Regions from separate parts of the Sus scrofa genome. Here region 2 is linked to region 1. A link is a contact called in public Hi-C data. All regions are on one chromosome and are shown on one strand. Each heading gives the region's core, a stretch centred on a gene start, on an enhancer-like site or on the middle of the called end of the contact. The rest is flanking DNA. Distances are from core to core; before and after follow the strand shown.

Region 1 (7,841 bases), core at 4,013-6,512:
CTCGTGTTGGTACCTGTTCAGAGCAGGTGAACTCTGCAAGCAGCGTTTCTAGGTGTCTCTTCACTGAGGCTGAGAGGAACAGCAAAAAGATGCAAAAAAAAAAAAGGCAATGGCCCAAATCTGATCTTTCATCTGCCTCTCTGTCCCTTTCTGGGCTGGCTGCCGGGGGCATACTGTGAACAGAACAGACCTGGAACACCTCCCATCACACCACCATGTTCCTCTTTTCTTTTCTTTTCTTTTCTCTCTCTCTCCTTCCTTCCATCTTTCTTTCTATCTTTCTCACTCTCTCTCTCTTTCTTTTTTGCTTTTTAAGGCCACACTTATGGCATATGGAAGTTCCCAAGCTAGAGGTCAATAGGAACTGCTACATCCGGTTTGTAACCAGCTGAGCCACAATGGGAACTCCCCTCCAAGTCATTTCTTTTTTTTTTTTTTTATCTTTTTGCCATTTCTTGGGCCGCTCCCGCGGCATATGGAGGTTCCCCAGGCTAGGGGTCTAATCTGAGCTGTAGCTGCTGGCCTGCACCAGAGCCACAGCAACGCAGGATCCGAGCCACGTCTGTGACCTACACCACAGCTCACGGCAACGCCGGATAGTTAACCCACTGAGCAAGGGTAGGGACTGAACCGCAAACTCATGGTTCCTAGTAGGATTCGTTAACCACTGCGCCACGGAAACTCCCAAGTCATTCCTTAATTACAATCCCTTCCACATACTGCGCTTGCCCACAGGGCATCCCAAACTTCAGGTCTTAAAATTATTTCCTTAGATGTTACCTTCTGAGCTGATTATATCTTTTTTGACAGAAAGAATTAATATTAGAGGATGGATCAAGGAGTTCCTGTCATGGCCCGATGGTGACGAACCTGACTAGAATCCATGAGGACTGCGGGTTCAATTCCTGGCCTTGCTCAGTGGGTTAAAGATCTGGCATTGCCGTGAGCTGTGGTGTAGGCTGGCAGCTGCAGCTCCAATTCGATCCCTAGCCTGGGAACTTCTATATGCCACAAGTGAGGCCCTAAAAAGACAAAAAACAAAAAAATCCTGTAGCACTGGGAACTATGTCTAGTCACTTATGATGGAGCATAATGTGAGAAAAAAGAATGTATACATGTATTTGTAACTGGGTCAGCCAGCTGTATAGTAGAAAGAAAATGTATTAGGGAAATAACAATTGATCACAATAAAAAATAGCGTAAATATAAAACAAAACAAAAAAAACAAAACAGGTAATCAAACACCAAAAGGTTAGTGCTTTAGTGCTTTTCTATGTATGAAAAGATGTAAGAGTCTAGGCTTATTGAAATCATTCCTTTGATGTGCACCCTAACTATCTGGGGCCAGTGCCTTGTTCTTTCCCATCTGAGTGCCCTCAGGGGACACTCTCTGTGGGTGGCTGCACTGGCTGAGGGTTTGGTGGCAGCAATAGCCTTTGTTTGCTGATAGGGCAGGCAATATTCTGTGTCCACAATGACTTTACTCCCGCCTGCTCCTTAATACTTCCTCTCTATAGACAGATTTATCCACCTAAAAGATTATATTTTTACATGTAGTCCTGATACCTTTGTTTATACTAAATTCATTCTGCTTGAAGACTTGCCCCCTTTTTATATTTGTCTAAACTGTACCCCGTTCAAGTCCTGCTTCATGGTGAAGCTTTTTCTGGTGGCCCTAAACTTCAGTGACCCAATTATTCCAGTCTGAATTTCTAGAGCATTTATCGTCTGTATCACCTATTTAGAACAACAAAACACTATCCTGACTTCTCTGTGCACCAATGCTTGCTTCCTTTTTAGAAGTACCTAATGGTTGTACTTTAATAGTTTCTTCCCCTAATGTTCAAGAGAGAGATTCAAGAGACACCCCAACGTATGTACAAATAAACAAGAAGATCTTGCTATTCCAAATTCCTGAGGTTGACTTGAGTTTTTTATATTCACCCAAAAACATTTTAGCAACAACTCTATGCTTGGCATTGTACTACATGCTGCAGGTGGAACAATGAACAGGGCAGTAATCAATTCTGCTTTCCAGGAGCACACATTCTGGGAACTCCTGCTGTGGCTCAGCAGGTTCAGAACCTGACTAGTGTCCATGCAGATGTGAGTTCAACCTCTGGCCTCAATCAGTGGGTTAAGGTTCTAGCGTTGCAGTGAGCTATAGTGTAGGCCGCAGACATGGCTCAGAGCTGGTGTTGCTGTGGCTGTGGCATAGGTCAGCAGCTGCAGCTCTGATTCTACCCTAGCCTGGGAACTTCCATATGCCGTGGGTATGGCCCTAAAAAGACCAAAAAAAAAAAAAAAAAAAAAAAAAGGAAAAGAAAAAAAGAAAGCAACAGCAGTAGCATACATTCTGGTAGGAGGATGAACAACTAAATATGCAATAATAATACTGTGGCGTACATACCACAATAGGCCCATCAGAACACCTAAGATGAACATGTAAGGCTGACCTGGGAGGCCAGGGAAATGGTTCCAGAGGAACGACCTCCAAAGCTGGAACATGAAGGATGAGTAGGAGATGTTCAAGCGAAAGTGTGTGTGAGTCTGTACAGAGATGGGATGGGGGACAGGGGACAGAAGAGGACTCCGGGAGGAAGGACCAGCAAGGTCCTGGAGACAAGACAAAACCTGGGTCATTGAAAACATGAAAGGAATTTAATTTGTCCAGTACACAGAGTACAAGGCATGGGATGCAAGAGATGAGCTTGGGTGGATAATCAGGACTTGTGATAATAAACACCTGGAAGGGGAGTGAGCCGCATGTGAAAGGTGGCATGGCAGGACTAGGTTTGCCTTTTAGGAACAGCTCTTTGGCTGAGGTGTAGGGAAGAGCCTGAGGGGAGAGAAAAATGGAGAATGGAGGCAGGAAGGCCAGCAGATAAGGTAAGTGATCCAGCAAAAGAATGATGGTGATGACCTGATGTGGGCAGTGGTGGAAGTGGTGAAGAAGGTGGATGCATTTCAGGGATGTTAAGGAGTAGAACTGTTTGGCTGTAGGTGGTGAGGCTGGGGAAGTTGAGTGGGTGTGAATGCCATTCCTTAAAAATGAAATTGGGAGAAAAAGCTAGAATAGAGGGGAAGACAATGGGTTCAGTGTGATTCATGTTGAGCTTGGTTTTCTGCATCTGGGCACACCCACGTGGAGATATCTTAGCAGGTGGGTACCTTGGCCTCAACCTCAGGAGAGAAATCTCAATCAGAGACGTAACTCTGGGATTACTCAACATTAGTGGGATGTGGAAACCATGAAAATGTAAGAAGATGATGTGTGTGCAGTGTATAGAGTAAGACGATAAAACTAGGACAAAATTCAAGAAACACAAATGTTTAAAAATGAGCAAGAGGATTGCACAAAAAACTGAGACATAGCCAAGAGGTAGGAGGAAATCCAAAAGGATATGGTGTTGCCAAAGTAGGTCAACAGTGTTACTAGCAGCATCAATAACTCCAGGCTTGGTATTTAAACTTTTTTATCTTGGTATGAATAGTATTATGCAACAGTTCTCAAATGTTTGGGTTGTACATATTAATATAAACTCTTACAAATGATTGAGGACTTGAAAGAGCTGATTATGTGGCTATGACTATTCATATTTACTCTATCAGAAATTAGAACTGAGGAATTTTAAACATGTATTACTCCATTACAAAAATAATAAACCTATTACCGCTTAAGACAAATGTTTATGAAAATAACTATTTTACAACAAAAAATATTGAAAAAGTGGTCATATTTTACATTTTTGCAAATATCTTTAATGTCTGGCTTTATAGAAAGTAGCTGAATTCTCAAATTTGGTTCTGCCTTCAATCTCTTTTACTATCACACATTACGTAGCCTCTGCAGAAATGCCACTGTTGTATTAAAGAACAATAGTGAAAAAAGTAAACAATATCTTGAATCATTATGAACATACTTTGATCTTGTGTACTTCCCTGAAGGGGATCTCCAGGGACTTGGGGACAACACTTGCAGAATCACTGCCCTAGAGCAGAAGAGCTTGACTATATTGTGAGTCTCACTAATAAGGTCTTGATGCCACAGCCAAAGTAGGCTGGATAGACTTGATTGAGGTTCAAGGGCTATTTTAAGAGAGGTTGAGGTTGTCCAATTGACATCACCTTCCAAAGTTAGAAATGGACTCCAGAATGTTCATTCAATTAATTCATTCAACAAATATTTACTTGGCGCATATTAGATGCCAGAAACTACTCTAGACACAGAAGGCATAACAAAGCAGAAAAAAGATCCTTGTCTTCATAAAGCTTCCCTTTTCCTTGGGGAAGACTAGCCAGTGGAAAGATAAACTAGTAAAATATATATTGGAGGACAGTAAGTGATATGTAGAAAAACAATGCAAAGAGGTATAGGGAATGTGGGAAGGATTTGCAAATTTTGAATTTTGTACATGGACGGCCTCATTAAAAAGGCAACATTCAAGCAAAGACCTGAAGGAGGTGAAGGAGCCATTGAATATCTGATGAAAGAGCTTTTCCAGGGATTTAACAAACATTAATTTATTTTAAATTTTATTCATATATATTCTTTAATACACACCTATTGTACCTGGCACTAGCTGCAAGTATAATTAGATACAAAAAAGTGTTTATTTAGTGTCTATCGTGTACCAGGCACTTTACTAGTTACCATACATGAGGTTTGATGCCTTCACTAAGATTTATAACTTAAGACAAAGCATGTACTCACAATTCCTGCAGCTGGAGTGTAGTAGTTCTTATGAGTAATAGATGATTTGAAGTTGCACCACCAGAGGGTCTGCATGTACTTGATCTACCTGAGGTTTATGTCTCTCTTTGAAGATGAATTGAGGTGCGAAAGGTCCTCATCAATCTAACAGACGGTAAGCCAGGAAGTTAATACCCGATCACACCTTTTATAAAACACTTCAGTTTACAAAGAGCCATCGCAATCCTTTAATCTTCCCCACAATCCTAAGAAGCTGGAATTATTTTAAGTATTATTCTAAGTATTATTGCCGCTGACTAGGAAACAGGCTCAAAGTCTACATAACATAAAGCGTTATACCTAAAATTAAGGCAATCTGCCTTCAAGCACAAACAATGCAGCTGTTGGGACCAGCTGCTGAAATAAAAGAGCACTAATCGACCCTGACCTAACTCAGTTCTTTCCTAGGTACCCAAGCCACAGGTTGAGGGTCAAGCTATGGCTGAGGAGGCGCAAGAGCCTGCAAGGTAGGTGAAATCACATCCGGCTCTCTCCTTCTGCGCTTGCGCAAGTGAGGGCTTACCTTCCGGAAAGACGCCTGGGACTCTGGGTTTGCGCAGACGCAGAGCTACGTCCAGGCGGATCTGGGGCGTCCCGGGCTCCTGCAACCTAAACACCCGGTGTGAAAGGAAGGAGGCAGCGGCGGGGCTGGGCGCTGCGCATGCGCGGGCAGCTCCCCCACGAAGGGTTGAGAGAGTCGGACCGGCGCGGCCAGGCGGGCGCGGAGCGGGGTCAGGATGGACGAGGACGTGCTGACTACGCTGAAGATCCTCATCATCGGCGAGAGTGGCGTGGGCAAGTCCAGGTGAGGCGGGTCTGCGGCCGTGGCAAGGGCGGCGGGGCTCTTTCTGCTTGGGTCGTCGCTGTCTGCTGGGCCGCGGCGGGAACGGTAAACGGCGCCGACCGGGCGTTGGTCGGGCTGGGCGGCCTGGCCTCGCGCCTGCGGCCCTGCTCCCCGCACCCCCGCGCCCGCCGGGTCCGCGGCCTCCGCCGGGCCGGCTTCTGTCGCTTCTCTTCCTGTGCACCCAGAGGAAAGCATTTCGGACGGCGCCACTCGGCCGGCGGGTTTGCTGCCGAGGCGCCCAGGGCGTGGCGGGCGGGTGTGGGCCCGAGTCCGGCCGAGGCCGAGGCCTCGCTCGGCCCGTCCGGGCTCAGGCTGCCTGTCACCGCGCGAGTGGAGAGTTGTCACTAAACCACGGAGAGATTTCTGTCGGGCTTTCTCTGAATACGTAGTGTTCTACACAGGAAGTTTCGTGACGCCGTAGGTGACATTCCGCGGCCGCTTTTTTTTTTTTTTTTTTTTTGTTAAATGAGTCAGCTGTGAAAGAACTCATGTCTTCTGACTACTTGAGTAATTCACTTTCGGCTAAGATGCTAGAGCGTAAACTGTGGGCCACTTCTAAACATCGAGTGTTCTTGTTACTTCTCCTTCTGCCACATCATATAGAGATAAAACAACACAAGACTATGTGTGTTTTCTTTCTCGGCCCTTTCTTGGGGGAAAGTAATGTTGGCTATAGTTAGAGTTGAGTATAAGAAGCCCCTGGAGATCTGGAGCCTCGTGGGTGTTGCAGGAGAGGTTGTGATATCACCCTGGTCTTAGAACAGTTCTCCAGGTGAAGTTAAAATCCTTGCCATCTGATAAAAGAGTAAGTTGTGTTGTAGGCGGCTTTGATCTTTAAATAATATTCAAATTCCAGAAGCTGTAAGCAATTTCGTATTTTAGCTGTACTTGCTGATAAACAGCTTTCAGACCACTTCGTAAAGTCTTACTTTTTTAGATATTTGAAGATTTGAAATCTTTTCTGTAATATGTTCTGAACTTCATAAACTTTTAAAACATGGCAGTACATTTTCATGGTTTTCCTCATTTAATGTACACAATATTAAGAGTGAGGGATTTGTACATAGCAAAGAATATGAAACACCATGGGTTAACAAAATAGTATGATTTCTGCATGTCTGTGTGTATTAAAGGGCTGAATAAAATCATTTTCATAACCTCTGTGTATTGTGTTTGAGGGTTTAAAAAGTTAGGTAAAGGTTAACTGGAGGTGCCGTGTTTACATAATTCAAGTTCTCCCTCTAGAGTAAGATCTGTTAAGTGGATTTATTGGTTTCCATGGTTCCCTCCCCCCAAAAAAACGTACTTGGATCTAATCTGCTCCAAACTTTTTCTCAAAACTTGGTGGAGACTAATTATGACAAAATTTTAACACCATTACCTCTTTGAAGAAAGGGTTGCATTTAGGGAGAAAGTTGGCTCATTTTTCTAGGTGGATATATATTATTGGTGTATGTGATAGGCTGTGGAAAAACAACATTAACCACTTACCTTTTTGGATAAGGTGAAAATAAATGACTTTAGAAGCCTGTGCTTTTTAAGGCGAGTTAGTACAAAAACGAAAACATTTGTTACGGATATAATCTTACAGGGTTGATCTAACCTATTGTTTCTATTTTCCTTCTTTCTTTTCTTTTTCTTTCTTTCTTTCTTTCTTTCTTTCTTTCTTTCTTTCTTTCTTTCTCTCTCTCTCTCTCTCTCTCTCTCTCTCTCTCTCTCTCTCTCTCTCTTTCTCTCTTTCTCCCTCTCTTTTTTTAGGGTCACACCACAGCATATGGAAGTTCCCAGGCTAGGGTCCACTTGGAGCTACAGCTGCTGGCCTCCGCCACAGCCATAGCAGCATAGGATCAGAGCCAAGTCTGGGACCTACACCACAGCTCACAGCAATGCCAGATCCTTAACCCACTGAGTGAGGCCAGGGATGGAACCCTAATCCTTATGGATACTAGTTGGGTTTGTTAACTGCTGGGCCACTAAGAGAACTCCTGTTTCTTTTTCCTTTTTGATCTAGACTTAGTGGAGGTGAGATATTACTTGTGTTGAAAAATCATTGCACAGCAAAGAATGTCCTAACTCATTCAAGTTAGTGGGTTATTTTTCAAGTTTATTTTGTACTTGGAGTATAACAAGCATGTGTGAGAACAGCCAGGAGATAAGAATTATGAAACTTGTTGCCGCTACTTGTGTGACCTTGTGTGTGACACTGGAATTCTCTAGGCCTTCATTTCTTTATTTGAAAAGTGA
Region 2 (6,729 bases), core at 1,205-3,704, 37 kb after region 1:
TTCAATCTCCTCTGTCATCTAGCCCTCACTCTTGACCTCTCCTCCCTGAGACAGTCATTGTTAGGACCTGGCATGTGTGCTTTTATGCATCTCTCCATGCCTCTTTAATCATATGCAAGAATGCATTTATACGTTGTTTTAATTCTGTTGTTTTACAAAAACAAGATTGCCTACGTATTCACTTCTGCCTTTTGCTGTTTTTACCCAACAATAGATTGTGAAAAATCCCTCCAAGCCAACTTAGATGCAGCTAGCATCTCTTTTAGTGATTGTACAATATTATATTCCATGGTGTGGATTACCACAGTCTATTTAGCTGTTCCTCTAGTAATGAATATTTATATTGGTTCCATTTTTGCCTCTGCAGATGGTGCTTCAATAAATATCCTTATACACATATCTTTTTGTTTCTATGGGATGGATATTTAGGTTGGATTCCTGGGCAAAACAAAATGTATGTTTTTCAGTTTTGATATATTTCATAAATTGCTTTCCAAACGTCCATAACAATTTACATTTCTCCTTAGAAATATGAAGGGTATCATTTTTCCACGGCATTCTCCATCAGCAGCATGAGGTGTTCTCAAATTTTTATTTTTGCCACTTTGATATTTATATGGTGTTAACTTATGTTACATAACGTTTGCATTTTCTGCAGAGCATTTTTTTCCATGTTTTTAGGCTATTTGGAGTTGCTCTTTTTTGAAATTTGTCAGTTTTTCTGCTCAGTCTTTTTCTGGTTTTATTATTGTTATATGAGCTGTTTGGTTAGTACAGATATTAACCTGTGTGTGTGTGTGTGTGTGTGTTGTGAGCATCTATTTCTAATCCAGTGTTTGTTTTTCAGTTTGCTTATACTGTGTTTCTTCTTACAATTTATCTTTAAATATTTTATACCTTTTGGGTTCCTCACCCCTTAGGCTGTACATGCAATCTCCTTAACCTTTCTGAGACTTTTATTTTTTTCTTAACACTTTACTAACTGTAATTCACTTCTGCTTATGACACAAGGTAGGTGCAATCTTGGTCTTCACGTGGTGTGTCAGTTGTGTGCATTAAATAAATTTCCCACTGAGCTGAAGGACCAATTTTGCCCTAGATAAAATTCCCAGAGTACTAGAATCTACTTTGGCCTTCTATTTTAGGGTCTCTTCACCTTGGAAGTTTATGGATTTCAGTGTAATTGGCTTTCTGTAATCCCGTATGTTTCGTTTATGCTTTAAAAACAGTCTCGGAAGGGCTCTCTGGGTTTCATCAGACTGCCACAGAGCCATGGCAGAATGAAAGTTTTGTTAGTCGTGTATGTTTGTGGCTGATAAGGCAAATGCTTTCTGACTCTTTTTCAGTGTTTTTTTTTTTTTTTTTTTTTTTTTAACATATGAGTCTTTCGCCTTATTCTTTGCCCATTTTTTCCTTTGTGTAGATCTTTCTTTTTTTAAGAGAGAAGTTCTTTATAAAATGTGATATGGATACTAATCCTTTGTCACTAATGTATATTACTCTTCCCAATTAGTGGTCTGTCTTTTGAATTTGTTTGAAATATTGCATAAGTAAACATTTTTAAACTAAAAACGTAATCATTTTAATCAGTTTGTTAAAACTTTATCAATTGGAATCATTTGATAAAAATTTCTACATTAATTATAAGAAAACTGATAATTTAATGGTAAGACTTGCCATTAGGAAAAGAGATATCTTTCTATTCAGCTCTTAAACTGTTTTTATGTTTATAGTTTCTTTTTACATAGGCCCTTAAGCTTCTTTTTTAAGAACTATTCTTACCAAGAACTGTTTTTTTCATTAGGGTGAATAGAATCAGTCTTCTCATTTCAGAATCTATGTAGTTGATGCTAAGAAGAAAAAGCTACTGTTTTTTCTGTCTGTCCAACTGACTAATCAGTTTGGTACTTTGGTTTCAACTAAGGTTTCTTTAGTTTTCTAGGTAAAATAGAAAAAAATATCATTTGTAACTTTAGTGTATATATTTATTTAGAGGAAATTGCAGCTGTTTTGTTTCTGTATTTTTTCGAATCTGTTTCCTGACAATGTGTTTAGAGGAAACGTCCTATTTCACAACTGCTGCTAAGGCCTGCATACCCCAGCCTTTGACCAGGGCCATTACATGCAGCCAGCCCTCCCAGCCCTTTCCAAGGCCAGGCCTCCTGTATTTGCATAGGCCAAGCTCTCCCCAGGATCTGCCACTTTCTGCTTTTTTCGTATGTAGTCATAGTGAGACTGGGCTGTTTTCTGTTGTTGCTAACTTCATGTTTTGCAAGACTCATAAAATTGAGATTCTTTTTTTATATGCTGGAATACTTATTTTTTTAAATGGATATTGGAATTCCAATTGTGGCTCAGTGGGTTAAGAACCTGATGTAGTGTCCATGAGGATGCGGGTTTGATCTGTGGCCTCGCTCAGTGGGTTAAGGATTCAGTGTTGCCGCAAGGTCACAGATGTGGCTTGGATCAGTATTGCTGTAGCTGTGGTGTAGGCTGGCAACTGCAGTTCCCATTCAACCCCTACCCTGGGAGTGTCCATGTGTCACAGGTGTGGCCATGAAAAAAAGAAAAATAATAATAATGGATATTGTCCGTTTGTTGCAAGTTTCATAGAAGTCATTATAGCATAAAGTTAGGAGTGTGGCTTTTGGAATCAGAGTGAGCTCACATCCTTAGCTCATTTATTTCACTGCTGAAAGATCCTGGGTGAGTTACTCAGCCTTCTTGAGTCTGTCTCAGTTTCTTCCTCTCGAAAGTGGGGTAATAGTGGTCTCAACACTGTAGGGTTCTGAGCATTGATTGAGTTAGGGAGTGTAAAGCTTGACAGAGTGCACTTCAGTAAGTGTTAGCTGTTATAATTAGCATGTTGTGGTTATTGGTCTCAGTTTTTCTAAAGTCAAAAAATTCACATAGAGAAAACAAAGTGGTTTTTTTTCTTCTGAGGTTTAAAATTTTTCTGGAATAAGATTGGATATACCCATTTGAAAAGTATTTTTCTAAAGTTGTAGTTTCTCATTCCATATGTGCATATGTGTATTTTTCTTTCTTTTTTTTTTTTGCTTTTTAGGGGCGCACCTGGGGCATATGGAAGTTCCCAGGCTAGGGGTGGAATCAGAGCTCAGCTGCCAGCCAGCCTACACCACAGCCACAGCAACACAGGATCCAAGCCGCATTTGTGACCCTCACCACAGCTCACAGCAATGCCGGGGATTGAACCCGCATCCTCATGGATATTAGATTTGTTTCAGCTGAGCCATGACGGGAACTCTTGTATTTTCCTTTTTTCTTCTACAAGCAGTTTGTGGTCTTTTTAACAGGCAAAAAGTGGTCTAGACCAGTGATCTGTAAATAAATGATAGAGTGGTTTCTAAGGAGAGCCGATAAATGCAAATGAGGTGCCTGATGAGAGTACTGCTGGGTTCCCAGCGGGTGAAGACCTGTGTGTTGACTGCCAACCTCAGGTCAGGCTCTGTGGCTTCCTGCATGTCCCAGCCTCTGAAGTCTAGCTGCTGTCGTGTTAGGAGGTAGTACAGGCTCCTGGTCTTGAAACAGTTATCCTTTTTAGCTTTGTATTCCTTCAGGCATGTTTTCTTCGCTAGGAATTTTAAGCTATATATTCCCATGTGTCACACACATACCACCATTTTTAGGATAAACACACAATCCACATCTAAGTTTACTCTAAAAACAACACTAATCTTGCAGTGCTGGATAGAGAGCACGGCATGTACAAATAAACATGTCTGTTTACATTTGCCTCTTGCACAGTTCGCTGTTCATTAATAGAAACACGAACAAATCACTCTTACAAAATGATTTCTTGCAATACCAGTAGAACTACCAACCATGACCCTGCTAAGAAAATGTCGAAATTCACTTGCATTCTTTTTGACCTTAGGTGTGTACCTCACTATGGGTATATAGTCAAGTGTTCAAATTACTTGAATAAATTTTTTATGAGGTTTTATTATCTATTTGGTATAAGTTCATTTGTTCCTGCTTATATTCAATTTTAGAGCTTACTTTTTTCATCCCTTTTAATCTTTTGAATAATTGAAACATTTCACATGGCTCAAAAGCCAATACCATATTATAAAAAGCTGAATGGAGAAAGTCATGTTCCCAAATCTATTCACTTTGTCCTGATCTCAAGCTCTCTCCACATATGGTCATTATCACTAGGTTCTGGTAATTCCCCCCATGTTTCTTTTTGCAAAAATTATGCAATGTTCTTTTTTTTTTTTTTGATAAACCATACAAAAGGTAGCATACTATGGATACTCTTGAATCTTGCTTTTTCACTTAACAGTGTAACCTGAAAAATCACTCCATATATCATTAGTTTGTGGAGCCCTCCCTCATTCTTTTTTTAAGGTTGCAAACCGTCTGTTGTAGATTGCACAGCTTATTCAGCCAGTTGCCCATGAGTGGGCAGTGAGTTGTTGTTTCATGTCTGGAGGATAAGATCCTAAAGTCTTTATTGAAGTACATTTTACATTAAATAAACATGCCCATTTTAGAACTTTATATTGATGGGTTTTAATAAATGTATTGCTGTATGAAATATTAAATAACATTAATAAATTAATAATAAATATAACCACTATCACAAGATCTGAAACATTCCTGTTACCGGGGACATTCCAGAAGTTTTATATTTATAGTTGTACAAGCGTCATCACAACCTAATTTTAGAACATTTCCATCCCAAACCCCTAGTCCACCCCATATCCCCTTTGGTAATAACCATAAATTTTTTGAAGTTTGTAAGTCTGTTTCTGTTCTGCAAATAAGTTCATTTGTAGCCTCTTTTTAGATTCCACGTGTAAGCGATATCAGAGTAACTTCACTTAGTATGATAATTTGTAGGTCCTTTTTCTCCTCTTTTATCCAGTAGAGCCACCCATCTTTTCTTCATTTTGCATAAATTTAGAAATGTATGATAACATTCTTCACTGCCTTCACTATTAAGATTTATTCTTCAATTCTTTTAATATGTTTTTAACATTTTGGAAGAAGGGCATTTAAACAAACCCTTGTGCTCAAGTGTGTCCTCCTAAGCTGGAGCAGTCATTTTTTTAAATTGAAATATAGTTGGTAAACAGTAAGTTACAGGTGTACAATGTAGGGAGTCATAATTTTTAAAGTTTATACTCCATTTATAGTTGTAAAATATTGGCTCTATTCCCCATGTTGTACATTATACCCTTGTAGCTTACTTTACACCTAACAGTTTGTACTTCTTAATCCTCCCACCACCACACACAGTACTGCCCCTATCCTCTCCCCTCTCCCCACGGAAACTGTTTGTATATCTGCGAGTCTGCTGCTTTTCTGTTATACCCACTAGTTTGTTGTATGTTTTAGATTCCACATGTAAGTGATCAGTCACTTTTTTTAAACTAGTGGCGGCAACAGGAAATTATTAATGGGGGAAAAATGGTGGAACTAAAGGATGGCTGCTCCCACGTAAAGTCAGATGTATTGGAATGGATCTATTAAGGCAAGGGAACTGGAAAGATAGGCGACAGTGGAGAGATGCTTGATAATTGAGATTTTTTTGAGAGTAAATCGTGATTATAGACATGTACAGGTACCTGACATGGGGTGGAAATCATAAGTGAAGAAAGAGGCCAGGGTTCTAGATGGATCATAATGTTTCTTAATAGATACAGAGTTGAATTCTAGATTTTATTCTGTTCTACAAATGTAGTCCTCTATCAGATCATATTTATATGATTTATAGTATATTTATAAATCAAGTTCTCCCCCTAATTTTTTAAACAACTTATGTTGGCAGTCATTTTATCCAGTTACAAGATAAAATATTTGAAATTCTGACAATAGCCTCATTATATATTAACTTATAAACTGATATTTTAAAAAGTCTTCCCATCCAGAAACATGGCATATCTTTCCATTTATTGAGTCCTTGCTTTTGTATCCTTCAATAAAATTTTAGAATCTCCTTCATATACATCCTCTAGCTATATTTGTTAATGTATTCCTAGACATTTTGTTGTTACTATTACTGTATCAAGGTTTTTCTCTTATTTTTTCTGTAATAAAAACATGTTTCTTATAAACATCTTATTGAATTTGTTATAATGCTAATTGCTAGCATTTATTTTGTAGGTGCATAACATGTGTGGGTGAAGGTAATTTTGCCTGATCTTGATTTTATAGAAATAGTTTTTATTTTTATTTTTATTTTATTTTTTTGTCTTTTTAGGGTTGCACCTGCGGCATATGGAGGTTCCCAGGCTAGGGGTCAAGTGGGAGCTACAGCTGCTGGCCTACACACCGCAGTCCAGCAACTCCAGATCTGAGCTGTGTCTGTGACCTACACTACAGCTCATGGCAACGCTGGATCCTTAACCCACTGAGTGAGGCCAGGGATCAAATCCACATCGTCATGGATACTAGTCAGATTCATTTCCACTGAGCCACAACAGGATAATATTTTGCCTTTTACTGTACTATTTGCTTTTTCTTTATTTCAACAAATAGCCTATTTTAGAAATTATTTATGCCTATAATTTTCATACTTCAGTCTTGTTTGAAGTGGCAGCTGAATTAAAAAAATTTTTTTGTTGCTTATTGATACAAGCAAATGGTTTCATTGCTTGGTTTAACATAAGAAATCATATTGAAGATTTCTCAATGCAAAACCATCCTTACATTCTTGGAATATATCTTACTTGTCTGAAAATGTACATCTTTTTTTAA

The links. Hi-C and Micro-C count contacts between places; a contact is called where the count stands out from the background.
Region 2: a Hi-C map of liver shows a contact between it and region 1, with 4 times the contacts expected there. The contact joins the enhancer-like site here to the promoter of RAB18 in region 1. A contact is called at or near these places in 3 of 5 promoter capture datasets (fetal liver, fetal skeletal muscle and liver), 5 of 47 Hi-C or Micro-C datasets (liver and skeletal muscle) and 2 of 2 datasets of contacts at active chromatin or transcription factors (alveolar macrophages and skeletal muscle).

The regions. Positions count from the first base shown.
Region 1 is chr10:38,965,119-38,972,959 of Sscrofa11.1, forward strand. It overlaps RAB18 (ras-related protein Rab-18), which reads left to right and starts at 5,263. Exons shown (of 7, transcript XM_021064710.1): 1 at 5,263-5,558. The coding sequence starts at 5,491. It overlaps LOC102165822 (a long non-coding RNA gene), which reads right to left and starts at 5,267. Exons shown (of 3, transcript XR_002336324.1): 1 at 4,715-5,267.
Region 2 is chr10:39,005,242-39,011,970 of Sscrofa11.1, forward strand. No RefSeq gene overlaps it. Among named protein-coding and RNA genes, the nearest start is that of RAB18, 38 kb to the left of the region's middle. Within about 2 kb of position 2,455, at least 14 of the 83 cell types and tissues checked have an H3K27ac peak or open chromatin away from gene starts, as enhancers often do. A contact at or near this core is called in alveolar macrophages, fetal liver and liver, where this site is marked.